2 separate regions of the Drosophila melanogaster genome follow, and region 1 is linked to region 2. The links are chromatin contacts, called in public Hi-C maps. All regions are on one chromosome and are shown on one strand. The core of a region is the stretch at or near the end of the contact, and the rest is flanking DNA. Distances in the headings are between cores, read along the strand shown.

What was found. Hi-C and Micro-C count contacts between places; a contact is called where the count stands out from the background.
Region 1: a Hi-C map of the Kc167 cell line shows a contact between it and region 2, with 2.6 times the contacts expected there. A contact is called at or near these places in 6 of 107 Hi-C or Micro-C datasets (the Clone 8 cell line, the Kc167 cell line, embryo and 2 more).

Annotation. Positions count from the first base shown.
Region 1 is chr3R:16,891,031-16,895,306 of dm6, forward strand. lncRNA:CR43617 (long non-coding RNA:CR43617) reads left to right here and starts at 1,380. Exons shown (of 2, transcript NR_048422.1): 1 at 1,380-2,125. The region is part of intron 1 of MSAmiP (MSA micropeptide); the gene reads right to left. All of the region lies in intron 2 of lncRNA:iab8 (long non-coding RNA:iab8), which reads right to left.
Region 2 is chr3R:16,749,284-16,753,607 of dm6, forward strand. CG31275 reads right to left here and starts at 2,051. Exons shown (of 1, transcript NM_169732.2): 1 at 1,458-2,051. The coding sequence starts at 1,990. The coding sequence ends at 1,685. The region is part of intron 2 of lncRNA:bxd (bithoraxoid); the gene reads right to left.

The sequences.
Region 1 (4,276 bases), core at 130-2,629, 140 kb after region 2:
TTTTTTGCTTTACTCATGCCATTCTGTGTGCTTTTTGGGAAAAACTTTTTAGTTTCCTTGTTTGATAGACAAACAGACGGCAATCGACCGACCTCGAATTCCCCAATGGAATATGCTCGTGTGCATAAATTCTGGCGAAATACATGTCTTCCTTTTCTGCGGGCGAAATCGCTTTCATTTTCATAATGAGCCGCCGGAGACGTAGCCATTTTCCCGGAGAGTGGCTGCCACCAGGTCCTCAAAGTAATTGGCCGCGCAACTTGTAAATGACAAACATGTCCAGGCCAGAGTAATGGACTTTTCCCTTTAGTTTTTCCCTCCATCGAGTGTCTGTCAGTATCGAAATTCCATAAAAGAGAAACTTTGGTTCATTAATATTTTTTGTTTTCCGAAGATTGGCTGCGCGCGGCAAATGGAGAAAAAGAAAAATGTTCCATAGTATATGTATTTCCCCGACCTCCTTGTGTTGATTTGTTAAATTCACTCCGGTTTCGATTTATTTATGTAGCCTCGTTGTTATCGTAACAAGGGTCACGCTGAAACAAATCTCCGGAGAAAGTTGAAAATTTTAAAAGGGAGGTGTCATCTGAAATGCCAGGGAACTATTTCGAACATGGAAAACAACAGTTTCAATCAGGTCATGTACCTAATAAATGTATACGTATATATAAATTCCTTGAAACATCCACTTAAGCTATCAAAATGTAAGCTCAATATACAATGTAAATTAAAACAGAGGCTATAAATAATGTTTACTTCACAGAAGTTCCATTAATAGTTCCTTTCCAGTTTAAATTTATAAATTTATATTTATATACCGTTGGTCCTTTTGCAGAAATGTAAAATAAACCTTTAATATTTTCTAACCATTCCAGAAATCTGTAAAATCCATAACCCCTTCTGCCTAATAATATCCTGCCGCCTGCTGCGGAAATGGAACGTCGGAGGCTATCTCCGGCTGTGCCCAGTGGTCGAAGTCGCGGAAGGGAATGGAAAGGGGTTTTACGACTACGGGACTCAAAGGTACCTCCTGGGACCTGAGAGTGCTACGCTCTGAATGCAATTACCAAAAAAAAAAACAGAGACACTTTTTTGGTCAAAATGTGAAGCGTCCCTAATATTCCGGGAAAAGTGAAAGTGCTGCAGCAGCCCCTGTTTATGGCAGCCATATAAATTGCAATTTTCAGCGTTCTCTACTTTTTGCTGTTGTTGCTACACTACGCACTATATCGAACGGGTTGGGATGGGCATATGGGTCTGTGATCCGTATCTGCAGATATGTATGTATGTATGTATGTGCACTGGATGCCACATGCCGACAGGCAGCACAAATATTTGCCATCGTAAAGCAATCTGCCTCAGCTGGCCGGAGTCTCTAAACAGGCTGTCTGTTATGACAATTGAATCCGCGCCGTCTTGCAATGCGATGCATTGCATTATAACAGTTCCCCAGTTGACCATCTCGGGAGTGGATGGGAGTGTCCAGAGTCGTAAAAATTATGGAAACCGAATGCGAATCCCGGGCACTTGATGGCGGCGCATGGCGGCCATTCGAATGGATCAACGAACCCGAAAATAACAGATGCAGATATGCAGCGATAAGGTCGAACAATTATCAATTGCGATTGCTTCATTCGAATCGAAATGGAGCCTCCGTTTTGGGGCTGTCTCACCCGCCTCCAACTCGTCAAACTGGTTAACTGATGCAACTTGGCCTGCCGCTGGGCATAAATTGCAATTTACGGTAAGCGGCTCGGCTTTGGCTAAATAATTCCCTATCTTCGCACCAGAGGGAAGGAACGGGTTTCGGCAGTAAGTTAATATATTTTATACTCCTTATTACTGGAAAAACGAGTGACTTTCTCGCATGCAGCACTCACATATTCGCGAGAGCATTAGTTTCTTAATTAATTAACATATAGACAATTTAAAAACTCGTTAAACTAATTTTCTTGAGTGAAGTGAGTTCTACAGTAGCCGCTGATACTGGCAGCCATTTTTAGTTTGAATTTATGGCTGACATATTAATTAAGACGATCTAAGAATTAAATCTAAAATGTGATCTTATCTTTATCACTCAGATTCACACAGAGAGAAAGGCTTTTCAAACCAAAATAATGCAGATGTAAGTATATATTATATATATTATGCAGTATATTATATAAAATTATATACTTATTTGTTGCAATATAAATGACTATTTAAAAATATATGAGTTAACTTTAAAAATTTTTTAATGTTTTCTTTTGATTTCTTTGATAAAAAGAATTCTCTTTCGTTTGGCAACACATTGGATAGAAGTAGCAAATGTTCCTACTCCTTACAGAGTCGTTTCGCATATTGCCAAACATCCTAGTTTAGTGGATTGCTAATTCAGCCTTTATCAACCATCGCGTGTGGCCTGAACCCAAAACCAGTTTCATTTCCCCCGTTCGACCTGCAGCCCGTTCACATTCCAACCACCCATTTGCCCACTGTAAAGTGCCCACTGTGCGCATGTGCGGGATTTCGCGTTGCCACGACCCATGGGAAATTGCTCGCTTTTCCACCGCCAAAGAAAATTCTGGTACATGACGCCACACCGAAAGTTCTCCCTAGAATCCACACCATATGGCAATGGGAGTGATGCGCACATGTGGCCTTTGAATATTTGAACTTATCTGTGTCTGCCCGCGAGTATCTGTATCTGAGTGTGTGTTTCTCTGGCTGTCTGAAAGGAGTTGAATGCAACGCGGTGGCCACATCACATCATGGCGACCCAGTCATCGACTTCATCATCTTTGGGGTTATGGCAAGGAAACTTCTTAGCGTAGTCGGTGTATTGGGGAGGGCAAAATGCAGCTCGTGGATTTCCCAGTTGCTGGATCACTTGCTTTTATACTCCCGATAAGCTGCAGCTCAGAAAAATGTCAACTTTCATCAGGCGACGTCTGTCAGCCAATCAGTCCGTCATAATTTTCCCTCCACTGAGCTTTTCCTTGCTGCTTAGCTAGATTAAACTAATGCAAATACTTTTGAAACTTAATAAAGTCAATGCGAGGGAAAATATTTTGCTCGCTGCCAAAGAATATATTTCTCTTATCGTTTCAATTACTGGGTGCATTAGAATGAGTGCTCATATTACTAATCACTGATTTAATATTCGAAACTCAGACATTTTAGTCTTATCAATGGAAACAATTCGATTATGTCGGCATAATTTTATGTTGAGGTCACCCATTTTAATTTATGCTCTTTCTTATAATTTGTTTCTTTTTTGTTCACCCTGGCAAGCTACAATTTGTTCAAATAATATAACGTCGTAAAAGACATATCATAGACAGCTTTATTTGTTATTTTTTTATGTTTTTTGAAAAAAAGGCTGATAAGATACTTAAGAGCAACAAAAAATGGAACATTTGGTACCGTTCAAGCTGTTTAGCTTGTACTAAAGTTATTAGATAATGTTAGCACGAATTTTCATTAGGTAGCAACATGCTATAACATATTTTTAGTTGTGTAATCGCTAGAGTCACTCTGAAAAATTGTAAAGTAAGTTAAATAGACCGAAGAGGTTCTTAACCGTAAACTTAACCGATTTACGCTGGGCAGATCAGCATTAGTTGCAGCATTAATTTAATGGCCGATAAATGGAATCGGTGAGCTTGGGTGCTCGGCAAATGGCCAAGAACACGTAACGGAAATCTGAAGTCCGCCCCTCGCTTTCCTTAGTTTATCGGCGCGTGCTTTGCTTACAGCACATTTGAAAAGTCCCCAGTTGAAGTGGGCCCGTGGAGACCAATTTATATATATCTAAGAAGGAGGTTGGCTCCGAACTTAGTACGAAACACGAACTATGTGGGCGTTCCGGCCGGTTGAGTTGGCCAAGAGAGAGGAGGTATGCGACTCAAGCCCATCCCAAGGAATTCGCAGCTCCTTTCTCCACTTCCGACGAACGTGATTTTCAATGTCGTTTCCCTTTTGTTGTCGCTGAACGGAAAATTATGATGCGAAACGAAAAAGCGATGGGAGCGAGTACGAATACGAGTTGAGAATGGAACCGAAGGTGTATCTGAGGTGGTAAGGAGGGGCTGCCAAGAAATGGTAAAAGGAAAATAAGAAAAACAAAAAGAAATCGCAATGGTCGAACAATGATGATGATATCTACACGGGAAGAAAATCTTTTAAACTAAAATCATTATGATCCATGAATATAACAGCTTCCAGATTTATTTATTTTACGCACTAATTTATGTAAATTGGAGACTCTTCTGCGATATGGCTATTACCATAAAGG
Region 2 (4,324 bases), core at 801-3,300:
TATCATGCACAATAAGATTTTCCATACATTTCTACGTTTATAAGCTGTTAATCTACTGTTAAGAATGTGTATTTTCATGAAAATGGTAATTGTTAAAAAAGTCGATACAACATATGAAGTGACCGAATTTTTAATGAATTACGTTTGTATATTATATATTGTACTGTTTTACAAATGCAAACCGAGAAAAGATGACTTAAATTTTGTTTCGTAGTTTTCAAATACATCTTTGAATAAAACTCATGACCATAAGTTGATAACAACTTAGTAGATATTCAACAGTAATTGGCAGATGTTGCGCTTGAGTATTCAACACACTCGATGCTTTTGCCGTGTTGCAACTTCACTTTCAGGTGTGCGGCACAACTTAATTGAATTCATAGAGCGTGTTGGCACACCCGTACGGTGAACACCATGATATGGGAACGGTAGCCGCTTGACGACTTCATAAAATGTGATGTATGAGCAGTTGGCCGTGGACATCCTCTTCACGATGGCTTGGAAAACGTTTTATTCGAATTTAATTCAAAGTGTTTCAAATTGGCCCGGGCATTGATAATTTCGCACGAATAAAGTCGTCACCGGGAATAGACCGTGGAGTAATTTCATTTCACGCTGCCTCAAATGAAGTGCGCAGTTCTGGGGGGAAAGCATCGCTCAACCTTGCCACCATCGATGTTGGTCCATTGTGCCCCGAGACATAGTTGAATCAAGTTTCAGTACAAATTTGTACAATTTCATATTTACCCAGCACCACAAAACGACGCCAGACAATGGAAACTGCTTAAAGATAGCTGCCGGGGCACAAAGCACCCCAGGAGCGTCTCGTGGTGATTATGAACTCGGGTTGAAAGCCGGGTAAAAAAGGGCAGATAAGTTATTGTTGCAACCCCTGCAAGGGATCCGTAAAAATAGGACAAGATATAGATACACTCGCACACACATTCATCTGCCCGGAGGGTGCGTCGTAAAAATGAGTTACGAGTCCTGCCATTTTAAATTAAAATAGCAGGCAGCCTCCATTGTGGCAGCAAGATGGTCGAAGCAAAAGGAAAAAGGTCAAAGGCCATACAATTCCACCCTGAAAACCCAATCCAGCGGACAAAATGGTCATGTTGACAGAAGTAAATCTCTTGAATTATCGCATTAGATGCCGCATTCTCACAGATAGATTCCAGGCCCGATGAAGCCATATCATAAATAATCAGGATCGGAAAGTCGCTTGGGCATTATAAAGGATTTTCGAGCAGCCCTGTTGATTTAAGAATTCTTCCTGTGTTTGCTTTGCATTTGAAAGGGTTCAAGATCTTGGCCACCCCATTTTGAATGTTTTAGTGTTGATCGACATTTTACTTTCAAATCCTATTTGTCTGTATATTAATATTAATTTTAGGCGAAGTTTCTTTCCAGCCTGTTTAGGCCCCAATTTTAATAAAAAAAAAAAACAATTTAATGTTAATTCGCTAATATCATCTTATATTTTTGTTTGATATTTTTCTGCTGTCTTCGTAACATTACATTTTACAGATTTTAGGAACCAATTTCCTAAAAACTTGACCCAGTTGTAGGAAATTGTTTCTAAAATTTCTAGTTTAATTTTAGGTTTTGCAGCAATAACTTTGTATTTCTTCCGGAATCGTTCAACTCGCATGAATCGTTTGTAGCATTAGTCAGTATTGTCATTTCATTGAACCACTGTAATGGTGAAGTACTCCTCTGGGGCCACCAGATACTCGAACTTGCGAGTGCCCAGGCGCATGAAGCAGAGTTTGTTGGACGGGTCAATGTCCCGGACTACGCTTTGGCAGGTGCTCACCAGGAGTCCATGTAAGTGCTTCAGGATCGCCTGGGCACTTGTGTTATCGAAGGATGTTTCGGCCACCGCATTGGCTGTGTTATCGGACACCACATACCCAATAGTATGTTCCGATAGAATGCGATCCACGATTGTTCCATTCTGGTGAATCACCTTCTCGAGAATGCGATTCATTATTTTAAGTGTAGATATTAACTATTTTTTTTTAGCTTGCGACTGTTATTAAGATGACTTCCCTGTTGAATTTTTAATACAGAAATGAATATTTTTGAGATGATCGATTCAAATATAAAAGTTTGGTTTGACTTTTAAGTCTCAGCACTCTTTAGAAATTAACTAACACATTCCCGCACTCATAAGTTGATATATACTTGCATTATTAATTATGCAAGCTGTATTAAAAGAAATTCATGCAGGCTTTTTAATTTTCCAATAATGTTTTTGAGTACATCAATTAGGTCCCGTATAAAATGAAAATACCCTTTTTCGCTTTTCATTTACCTCATTTTGAATTGAGCCTCCATGTTCGATGGTTTTTAATCCGATCTATAATTACAGCACGAGCCTATTCCTATCGCGTTGATTAAATAAGTGTTGGTTATATCGCAACAGATGGCAGTGGGGTCGAATAAATTAAACTTATCGAAGTTCCCTTATCTCGCTGCGGCCCTCGATCCCCACTCCCCCTGGAATCCCCAATGCCATTGAACTTGCCCTCCAATTGGATCTGAATGCTCGACGAGGTCAGTTCGAATTACTGCACACAAATACTGATATTCCCGCCCAAGTTCAAGTGGTCGCGTGGCTGCTACGAGTTCCTCCTCCCGCAGGCAACCTCATCATCAAGCCGTTTTCATTTAATTTTCATGCACATTTAATGGCGTCTGTTATTGGCTTTTAACGAGATTTTCACTCCACCCGCTGTTGTATTTTTAGGTATCCGTATAATTGACTTTTTGACTTTGAACTGCACTGTCGCAGGTCGTTGACTTGCCGCCGGCTACTTAAACTAATTCCAATTGCTAGCTTAGCTTAAAGCCCACTTAAAACCCTATTCGACTCCCATAAATCAGTGCTAACTGTGGTGCAAAACTGAATTCTGGCGGGTGTTTAGTATTTAGTACAACACTCATCAGAGCCACGCTCATCTGCATTCAGGGCCCCTGTCTGCTCAACTCCTCATCTGCCCATCTCCTCGGGAAGAAGTGCTTGTCGGACAAGTCCAGAGTGCATGTGGGTGCCCGGGTATATACCCATATTCCCGGATCGACCCAAAATGGCCACTCGAGCGCCCACAACGGCCATAAAACACTTTTGGACATGCTGTTGGCCCAGCAAACAGCTCTCAACTCTGGTCCGCTTTTTCCCTCTGAGCTGGTCAATAAAATGTGCATAAATCCGGATGCCGTTCAACGGCAACCCAAATCTGGACGTTTCTCGCCGTCCAGGAGAAGCCTTTGCATTTATCGGGTCAAACTCAAAGTACAGTGGGTACATTTTATCGCATGCACTAACCATATATGCTATAATATTCTATATAATATAAAACCTACCGCACATTTTGTAAGTGAATTTATCACAGTTTTTCTAAATTTTGAGATTTTTTCCACTACGATTGCAAAGAATTAAATTTTTAAACAGCATTTCCCCCAAACCTACTCCCCTTTTAGTCATGATTAATGGCCGCCAAATGCAAAACGAGAGATTTGTGGCCCGGAAAATGAATTGTGTCCAAGTTGTGCCTGGAGCCATTTCAAACTATGCAAAATGCATGCTCGTAAATCCCCTGAGCCCAAGTCGGACTATTTCACTATCTGTGGGGCCGATTTGGGCTTTGGGTTTTGGCCACGGGCGGGATTAGGCGGCAAACGCTTATCCGAAAGCCAGATACTCGGCACTATGCCGGCACCATAACTCATTTAATTAGATGACTATCGCTGTTTGGGCATAATTCATCCACCAATGGACGATACTCGTCCAACCCCCGCGAATAGCGATGAGGTCAAAAGGTCGGGCGGTATCAAAAACGATAAATAACACCCAAAGAGAATGAAACTTACGAAATGGTAAAATTCTTTCGTTAATTAGAAAAACCAGCAAACCAACTGGCAAACTGAAATTAAAAAAAAAAACTCACAAAGACCAAAATACAGGACATACGGGGACAATTTGAAAACACTTTCTCTGCCTTCGCTCCGGAAAATGCAAATGAGCTACTCGAGCTGGAATTCAGGCCCTTTTAGAGTCCGGTCATTGGCCGGCGGTCAGTTCGGTCAGTTCTGGAACGGTGTATCTCGATATCTGGTTTTTTTGCCGTCTGCTTTGGCCCCTTTCATTTGTGCCACTCGAGCGGCGAAAGGGACACGTCGCACACACATGGCACAAATTGGCCGAGGGCTTTGCCTTTGTCCAACTGGCCCAAATGTATCCTTTAGCCACCCTTTCCTTTACAGGCCCACTGACACAATTTCTCGGCTCGCATATCACCAGCATCTGAAACCCAGTTTT